2 separate regions of the Mus musculus genome follow, and region 1 is linked to region 2. The links are chromatin contacts, called in public promoter capture Hi-C maps. All regions are on one chromosome and are shown on one strand. Each heading gives the region's core, a stretch centred on a gene start, on an enhancer-like site or on the middle of the called end of the contact. The rest is flanking DNA. Distances are from core to core; before and after follow the strand shown.

Region 1 (3,976 bases), core at 416-2,915, 2.7 Mb after region 2:
AGCAAATAAGAGCCAGGTAGAATTTCAAGTGTTACCATCTTTTGTCTAAGGTGGCGGTTGCCTTTTACACGGTCTCTGTGGACACGCAGTTTCCTAACCCTCCAAAACCCCTCGACATCTTGACACTATTCAAGTTCCAGAAGGGTAAGCCTGCTCCGTGCGCTCCAGGCAAGCACCCTCATTGTCTTCTACTTCCCGTTTTCCTTCTTCCCCTGCACAGCCTGTGCAGGGCTAGGAGCACAGAGGGGCCATCTCCAGGTGAAGAGTTTGTGCAGGTGCTTCTGTATAAACAAATGGAAGCTCGTCAAGACTTTCCGGCTGGGCTGAGACATCCTAAGCTAAAGCTCAAACTCTCTCCTAGCTACTTTACTTGTTCTAGGCGCTACCCCTTAGCTCTATAGCTCAAGAACCCATGTCTCAACAGTTCTCCTGGGGCTTCGGAAATCCTTCATGAAGGCAGATGTTCTCTTTCCTCTGGGGTGTAGGGTACGAGGGGCATAACAAGGAGAGGAAGGTTACTGGGAAAAAACTTCTGTACCCTACGGGAACCTGCTAGCTGAGGACCTCCACCCAGGTCTTTCTGCTGTTCCCCATTGAGTCTCATATGGAGCCACCACCTCCACCACAAACATCAGCTTCCCTGAATGGAAGGCGAAGAAGACAGAAGCCAGGCTCAGGGTTCCACACCAATGATGACTTCCACCAGCAGTGCACTGGCAGCCCAACCACCTTCCCTTGAACTTAAAGACACAGAATCCCAAACCATGTCCATTGACCAGTGATGGTGAATCAGGGTAAGCAAGGTGTGACATCAGCACTCGACGCCTCCCCCGACCGCACCACCACCACCTCAATCACAGAAGGAAACTCCTAAACACGCAGAACAGGAGATGGGCGTAGGACAGAACTCCCGCATAAGAGAACAAGCTGTGGTCTAAAGTGTCATCAGAGAAGGACCTCTGGGATAAATTCCACCTGCAGAAATTACATGGTCCGCACAGGCATCTGAACTGGGGCGTTCAATGTTCAGCTCCTTATTTCTTTTACCCAAACATGGCCCCAGGCCCTGAGCAGCTAGCACCTGCTGTGTCTAGCCTCCACCCAAGGGCTACTGAAAGTGGTTGCGCGCAACGCCCCCGGAGAAGGCGCCCGCCTTGACCACAAGCCCGGAAGCTCCGCGGCCAGCCGTTGAGAGCGCAGGACCACCCTAACGGCCAAGCCCTAAGAAGAAACCACTGAGAACGCGCGCTTCTCAAACGCGCAGCAATTCCAACCAACCGCCGTGGCGACTGCGCCTGCGTAGTCTTCGGACCGAACGCCCGACAGGGCAGGTGCGCCAGACCGCGCTTGCGTAGTTTGACGGAGGAGGCCAGCGACCAGACCTCGTGTGTGTGAGACTGCGCCGGAGTAACCTGACCTCCGGAGATGGGGCGAGGGGAAACTGCGCCTGCGTAGTCTTCGTAGCTCCGCCCCGTTTGCCTAGCCGGGGCCCATCCAGCCGTACTCTAGGCATCCCCCCCCAAGGCGGGGCAGGTGCGCACGGACTGCGCTTGCGCACGACAGCCCCGCCCCGGGCCCCGCCCCCGACCCGCGCGGGGCCCTGGGAGGGGCGCAGCGTCCGGCGGCGTCGCGGGCGGCGGGGCTGGGGCGGCGGGAGGGGCGGCGGGGGCAGACAAAGCGGCTAATGAATGGGCGCGCCCGTCGCGCTGTTCGCAGCCCGCGGGCCCGCGCAGCGCAGCGCGGAGCCGGCGCCTCAGGTGAGTGCGCGCGGGACGCTCCAGTGGCGTCTTCGACGGCCGGCGCCGCGCAGGGGTTGGGGAACCGCGCCATTGTCCGTGCGCGGCGGGCCGGGTGGAGGCTGTGTCCCGAGACTGCGCCCGGCCCGGCCCAGCCCGGCCCGGCCTCTGACAGCTGCGCCTCGCGCCGCGGGCGGGCCCAGGCCGCGGAGGGGAGCGACCGCGGGACGCCCCGTGGGACCTTTCGTCAGGTGCCGGGCTCCCGCCACGTCGTGGCGTCCCCCAAGCCGGTGCCGGTGGGCGCGCGTGTCCAGGAAGGGGCGCAGGCAGGCGGCACGGCGGTGACACGGGTCGGTGTCACGCTTCTTGGTGCCTGCCTAGCTTGAAGCGTGTGCGTCTGGGTCTGACCGCGGAGGCTTAACGAAACTTAACTCAACGCTTTGGCTCCGTAGCGTCTTCACGGTCGCAGTACCTGCCGTCATTTTTTGTTCCTTTTGTCCTTTTTGGTGCGACCCACTCGCTTCTGCCCGGGATGGCTGCGGGTCCTCGCTCTCCGTCTGGAGGTTCTCACGAGGCTCCAGCGCGTCTTTTCAAGTCCCTGCAGCGCCGAGCCTCAGGAGGAGCGGCTGTCGCGGTTCTGGCGTTTGTAAAAAGGGAAGTCATTTGTTTTTGAAGTTAATTAGGATAAGATTAAGTGTAGTTTTTAAAAGGACACTTGTGCCTTCTGGCTTCGTAAAGCCAGTCAGCCAAGGCAAGTACATTCTTGTGACTTGGTAGGAAGAAAGAAATTTTCCCCTTTATATCGTGGTGATAAAAATTAATAAGACCAGGGAAATTTTAGTTTTGAGTTTTTTTTTTTTTTTTTTTTTTTTTAGTACTCTGAATAAACGTAGTTGCAAGGCACGAATTAATTCCATGCTAAGCAGAATTGAGAAGCTACAAGTTTGGCTCTACACCCTGAGGGAGTGGCTTGTGCATGAAGACATTGGTGCATGCTTTCTGTAATCTATATAAACTTTTTTCTATATAAATTTTTATATAGACTTTTTGTGTGGCTTTTATTTTCATGAGAAGATCTAGTTAAAAATTTTTTTGAATCTTTAGGAAGTTTCAAAGTCTCAGTGTGCTGATAGGTTTTCATCAATTTACACAAACCTAGACATATTTTGGAAGAGGGAACTTTTTTTAATCTCTTATTTTTAATGTTCATTGGTGTTTCACCTACAAGTATGTCTCTGAGGGAATGTTGAATCCCCTATAACTAGAGTTACAGTTTCGGTTGTAAGCTGCCTGTGACTGAATGGAATTGAACCCAGGCCCTCTGGAACTGTTCTTAATCATCTCAAGAGGAGCCATCTCTCTAGCCCCAGAAGAGGGACTCCGTTTTTCTTCTTCAAAATAATTTTTGAAAATTATTTACTAATTGGGTGTGCTTTGGTGTTCTGCTTGCATGTCTGTCTGTGTGAGGATGTCAGATCCTCCTGGAACTGAAATTATAGATAGCTGTGAGCTGCTATGTGGGTGCTGGGAGTTGAACCCAAGTACTTTGAAAGAGCGCCAGTGCTCTTAACTGTGGGGCCATCTCTGTAGCCCCAGAAGAGGGATTTTTTTTTTCTAAATAATATATTTTATGTGTGTTGGTATTTTGCCTGCATTTGTGTCTGTGTGGGGATATCAGAGATTGAAGTTACAGACAATTGTAAGCTGTCATGTGGGTGCTGGGAATTGAACCCCTGTCTTCTGTAAGAGCAGTCAGTGCTCTGAACCTCTGAGCCATTTCTCCAGCTCCTGTGAAGAGGAAATCTTTTGTTTCTTTGTTTGTTTTTGAGACAGGGTTTCTCTGTATGTAGTTCTTTGTGTCCTGGAACTCACTATGTAGACAAGGCTGGCCTCGAACTCAGAAATCCGCCTGCCTCTGCCTCCCGAGTGCTGGGATTAAAGGCGTGCGCCACCACGCCCGGCTCTGTTATTTATTTTTTATTTTGTTTATTTTTTATTAATGATCAATGTAGGCAAGTCCAGCCAAGGGGCTATTATGCCACCCCTAGGCAGTTGATCCTTAATGATATAAAAAAAGCAAGCCAGTAAGCAGTGTTCCTCCATGACTTGTGCTTCAGTTCTTGCCTCCAAGTTCTTGCCCTGCCCTTCCTCGATGGTAGACTCTTACCTGGAAGTGTTAAGATGAAATAAACCCTTTCTTCCCTAAGTTACTTTTTGGTCATGGTGTTTGTCATAGAAAC
Region 2 (3,832 bases), core at 1,179-3,678:
GGGAACTCTGGAAGACCGGCCTGTGGGTGTTGGCATCTGTAACGTTGATAAAGACCTGCGCGGTGTGTGAACGCGTGCCATCGGACGCGGTCACAGCCAGCACATACTGCCGTTCCTGCTTGTAGTCCAGGGGCAGTGCCAAGGTGATAAGGCCACCGCCGCTCTGGCTGCTGAGTGCGAAGCGGTTGCGGGTGTTCCCACCCGTCAGCTGGTAGGTGATCACACTATTGGCATCACGGTCTCGGGCCCTGAGGGTCAGCACGCTGCTCCCGACAGCCGCATCCTCATTCAGACGCAGCTCATACACAGGCTGCGTGAACATGGGGTCGTTATCATTTACATCCAGCACTGTGATGGACACGCTGGCAGAGGAGCTCATGGCTGGTGAGCCATGGTCCACTGCTTCTACTCCAAAGCTATAGTGTTCCACCTCCTCACGGTCCAGCTCCGCGCACACAGTAATCCAACCGGAGCTGTTGTGGATTTGGAAGGGGAAGTCTGGGGCAGAGGCAGGGTTCTCAGAGTCGACACTGCTGCCCCCCACGATAGTGGAGGCTGTGTCCACTAGACGGTACTGCAGCCTGGCGTTCTCCCCTGCATCTGCGTCCACCGCTTGGATGTGCAGGACTGAGTGGCCGAGGGGCACATTCTCTAGCACGGCAGCCTGAAAGGGGCTGCTCACAAAGATGGGCGCATTGTCGTTCACATCTAACACCTGCACCGAGACCAGTCCTGAGGAATTAATGAGAGGAGGCCGGCCCCCATCCTGGGCTTTGATGCGCAGGGTGTACTCCCGGATGGCCTCGAAGTCCAGCGGGTTGATAACATCCAGGCTCCCACTAAGCGAATGCAGGTAGAACTGACCCTTCAGGTTGCCACTAACGATGCTGTAGTGTATGGCTGCATTCTGCCCCTGGTCCCGGTCAGTGGCCTGGACTCGAAGCACAGCCGTGTTGACGGCTACGTCTTCTGGGACTTGAACCACATAGCGCTTCTCACTGAACTGGGGGTAGTTGTCATTCTCGTCTTCTACCACTATGTGGACGGTGGCTGAGGCACTGAGTGGGCCTGGATTGCGACCCTGGTCATTGGCCTCCACCAGCAGCTGGTACTCAGCCGCCTCCTCACGGTCCACCACAGCCCGTGTGCGCACGACACCTGATCGTGCGTCTATCTCAAAGACACCACCTGCGCCCTCCAGCAGACGATAGCGCATGTTTGCGTTGGAAGGGGCATCCCCGTCGGTGGCACGGATGGTCAGAACCTCATAGCCCACCTCCAGGTTTTCTCGAATTCGCTCTCGATACTCAGACTGCTCAAAGACTGGGCTGTGGTCGTTAGTGTCACTGACAGTTACGGTGAGGTAGGTGGCAGCTGAGCGCCTCGGGGAGCCGTGGTCCACAGCACTAACTTTGAGTACATGAGTGTCCTTGGTCTCCCGGTCCAGGGAGCGGGCTGTGGTCACTGCACCCGTGGCGGCATCGATGAGGAAGTAGCCATTAGAGCGCTCATCGAACAGCGCCTCCATCTGGTAGCTAAGGCGTCCTGCATCGCCTTCGTCTGGGTCGTGCGCGCGCAGTTCGATGACCGCAGTGCCCGCAGGCTCATTCTCAGGCACTGACACCTGGTAGCTGGGCAGCGGGAACTGCGGGCTCGTGCTGCTGCCCGTGCCCCGCCTAGACCGTCGCACCACCCCCGCCCGAGGTTGGGACAGGTTAAGCAACGATGGCGACACCGAGGGCGACTCTGAGGGCGTCCCAGAGGTCGCCTCTATTACCAGCTCTACCCAAACGGCGCCTGCCGCGCGTCCCAGGGCGCACACCAGACGCAGCTCAGCTGAACCTCCTGGCCGCAGGCAAATGGGTCCGCGCCTGCAGCCGGTCCCGGCGACCGGCGGGCAGCTGCAGGCGGGGAAGTTGGTGATGGCCTCAAGCACCGAAGTCAGCGAGGCTGCGCCGCCGCCTGCGGCCGGGAAGCAGAGCGCATCTCCAAGTCCAGGAACTGAGCGGACGGCCGGAGAGCGCAGCTCTGCACCGCGGGCCGAGCGGCGCAACAGCCGGACCCCACAGCGGGCACCATAGGCGCGTGCCCTTAGTACCAAGCTCGGGGCCGTCGGGGCGCCGCGGGCGACCAGCCGGACCTGCAGCGGCAGCAGCCTCCCGGCCAAGCGGGCACAGCCCAGAGTCCCCGCGCCAAGCCCAAGCCTCCGACCGGCTGCTGGCCCCTCGCGGCTCACGTCCAGCAGCTCCCGAGGCGTGCGCGTGGTGTCCAACCTGTAGCTCCAGCCGGGTCCGAGAGCGAAGGCGCGGGCCCCGCCAGGCACCCGCAGCTCCCAAGCGGCTGCTCCCAACTCCAGGGCTGGCAGGGCGGCGGCGGCCAGCAACACCAGCGCGGGCAGCACGCGCGGCGATGACGGCGCCATGGCCCGGAGCCGCAGCCCGAGCCGGGCGCCGGAGCACAATCCATGCACCCGGCGCACCTCCGCATCCACCCGGCGCGGCCGGGGGGCGGCTCCCGCGCGCCCAGCGCCGGGCCCTCGGGGCGGCCCGCGCTCTGCCTCCCCGGGGGCCCTGGCGAGGACACCGGGGGCCGCGCGCCCGGCCTCCCGCTCAGCTTCCACTTCGAGAGCACTTTGCGAAAGTTTGCCAAGTTGGTTTCAAGATGGCTCCTCCGTGCGTCCCGGGAGGGCGCCGCGCATCAACCTGCAGCAGCGCCGGCTCCAGGCGGCTCCAGGTGGCCCCAGCACCGACTCTGCTGGGCGGGCGTGGGAAGCTGGGCGGGCCCGGGGCGGGGCGGGGGCTGCGATCACCACACCGCCCGCAGACCCTGGCGACGGATTGCTGGCTAGGCGGTGTGCTTTGCCAGCGCCCCCGCCACTCTCTCTCTCTCCCCGCCCCCGGCCCCGCCCCGCCCCCTCCCAGTGGCTCATTGTTCAGCCCTGGGAGGGGGAGGATGATGGGGAGGGAGCCAGCCAGGAGGTGCGCGCCCCGATGATCTCCATGGAGACGTGGGGGCGCGGCCCTAGCGGGGCCTGGCCTCCAGCCCCTTCCCTTTCGGTCTTGGCACCCAACATCCGCAGAGGACCGGGCCCTGGGAGCGTGGCGCTCAACTACTGCTCTAGAGTCCCGGGCCGCGGCTGCTAAAGAGTCCCTCGTACAGTTTCCTCTGGGCCGAGTGCTGTTCAATCCTCGCATTGCACCTGATAGTGCAGATCTATGAGTAAGCCACCCCTGGCGTCGAGAGAGTTAGATCTAGAGTTCCAAGATACAGAGGTGCTAGAAAACTTCGGTAGAGTCGTGGCGGTGGCAGGGGACTGGGAGACTGTTAGACTCCAGCCTCGCGGGAGCTCAAATGCTTAACTCCAAGGAGTTCCTTGGATTTTGAAATCTCATGGGCAGTTAACCGGATTCGGGTTCCACTTTGTTTAAAGTGCAACATTTAAATTGGAAAGAAAAATAATGTAGTTTGGAGGTGACAGTGGGAGGGGCCTTGTTCCCCAGAACATGCTGTGGGGCCTGAACATTGGTGGAGGAGACCGTCTGTCACCAAACCCCTAGTTACTGCCCATCAGGGGACAAGCAAACACTGAGGGGGCAGGATCCGTGAGAACCTGGGGAAAACCAGAAGGGGGCTGGAGAATCACTCTCGCCCTGCGTGAAAGGGTGGGGCGTGGCTTCAGAGCCGCAAGACCGAGCCTAGATTCCAAAGGAGCACACCTTAAAGGCGGTGCTTCCGAACTAGGGAGGGGAGAGGCGGACCTTTGCAACATTTTCCCCACCTCCTTGAAAGGGGCCCAAGCCCACTGCAGCCTCAGTCACGCATGGACACACTG

What was found. Promoter capture Hi-C pulls out the DNA fragments that hold promoters and counts their contacts.
Region 1: a promoter capture Hi-C map of embryonic stem cells shows a contact between it and region 2, with 8 times the contacts expected there. The contact joins the promoter of Zbed4 here to the promoter of Celsr1 in region 2. A contact is called at or near these places in 5 of 39 promoter capture datasets (the 3T3-L1 cell line, cranial neural crest, embryonic stem cells and 2 more) and 3 of 115 datasets of contacts at active chromatin or transcription factors (acute myeloid leukemia, large pre-B cells and stem cell-derived neural progenitor cells).

The regions. Positions count from the first base shown.
Region 1 is chr15:88,750,046-88,754,021 of GRCm38.p6, forward strand. It overlaps Zbed4 (zinc finger, BED type containing 4), which reads left to right and starts at 1,666. Exons shown (of 3, transcript NM_181412.3): 1 at 1,666-1,757.
Region 2 is chr15:86,031,349-86,035,180 of GRCm38.p6, forward strand. It overlaps Celsr1 (cadherin, EGF LAG seven-pass G-type receptor 1), which reads right to left and starts at 2,429. Exons shown (of 35, transcript NM_009886.2): 1 at 1-2,429. The coding sequence starts at 2,422. Gm34764 (a long non-coding RNA gene) reads left to right here and starts at 2,905. Exons shown (of 3, transcript XR_384307.4): 1 at 2,905-3,219.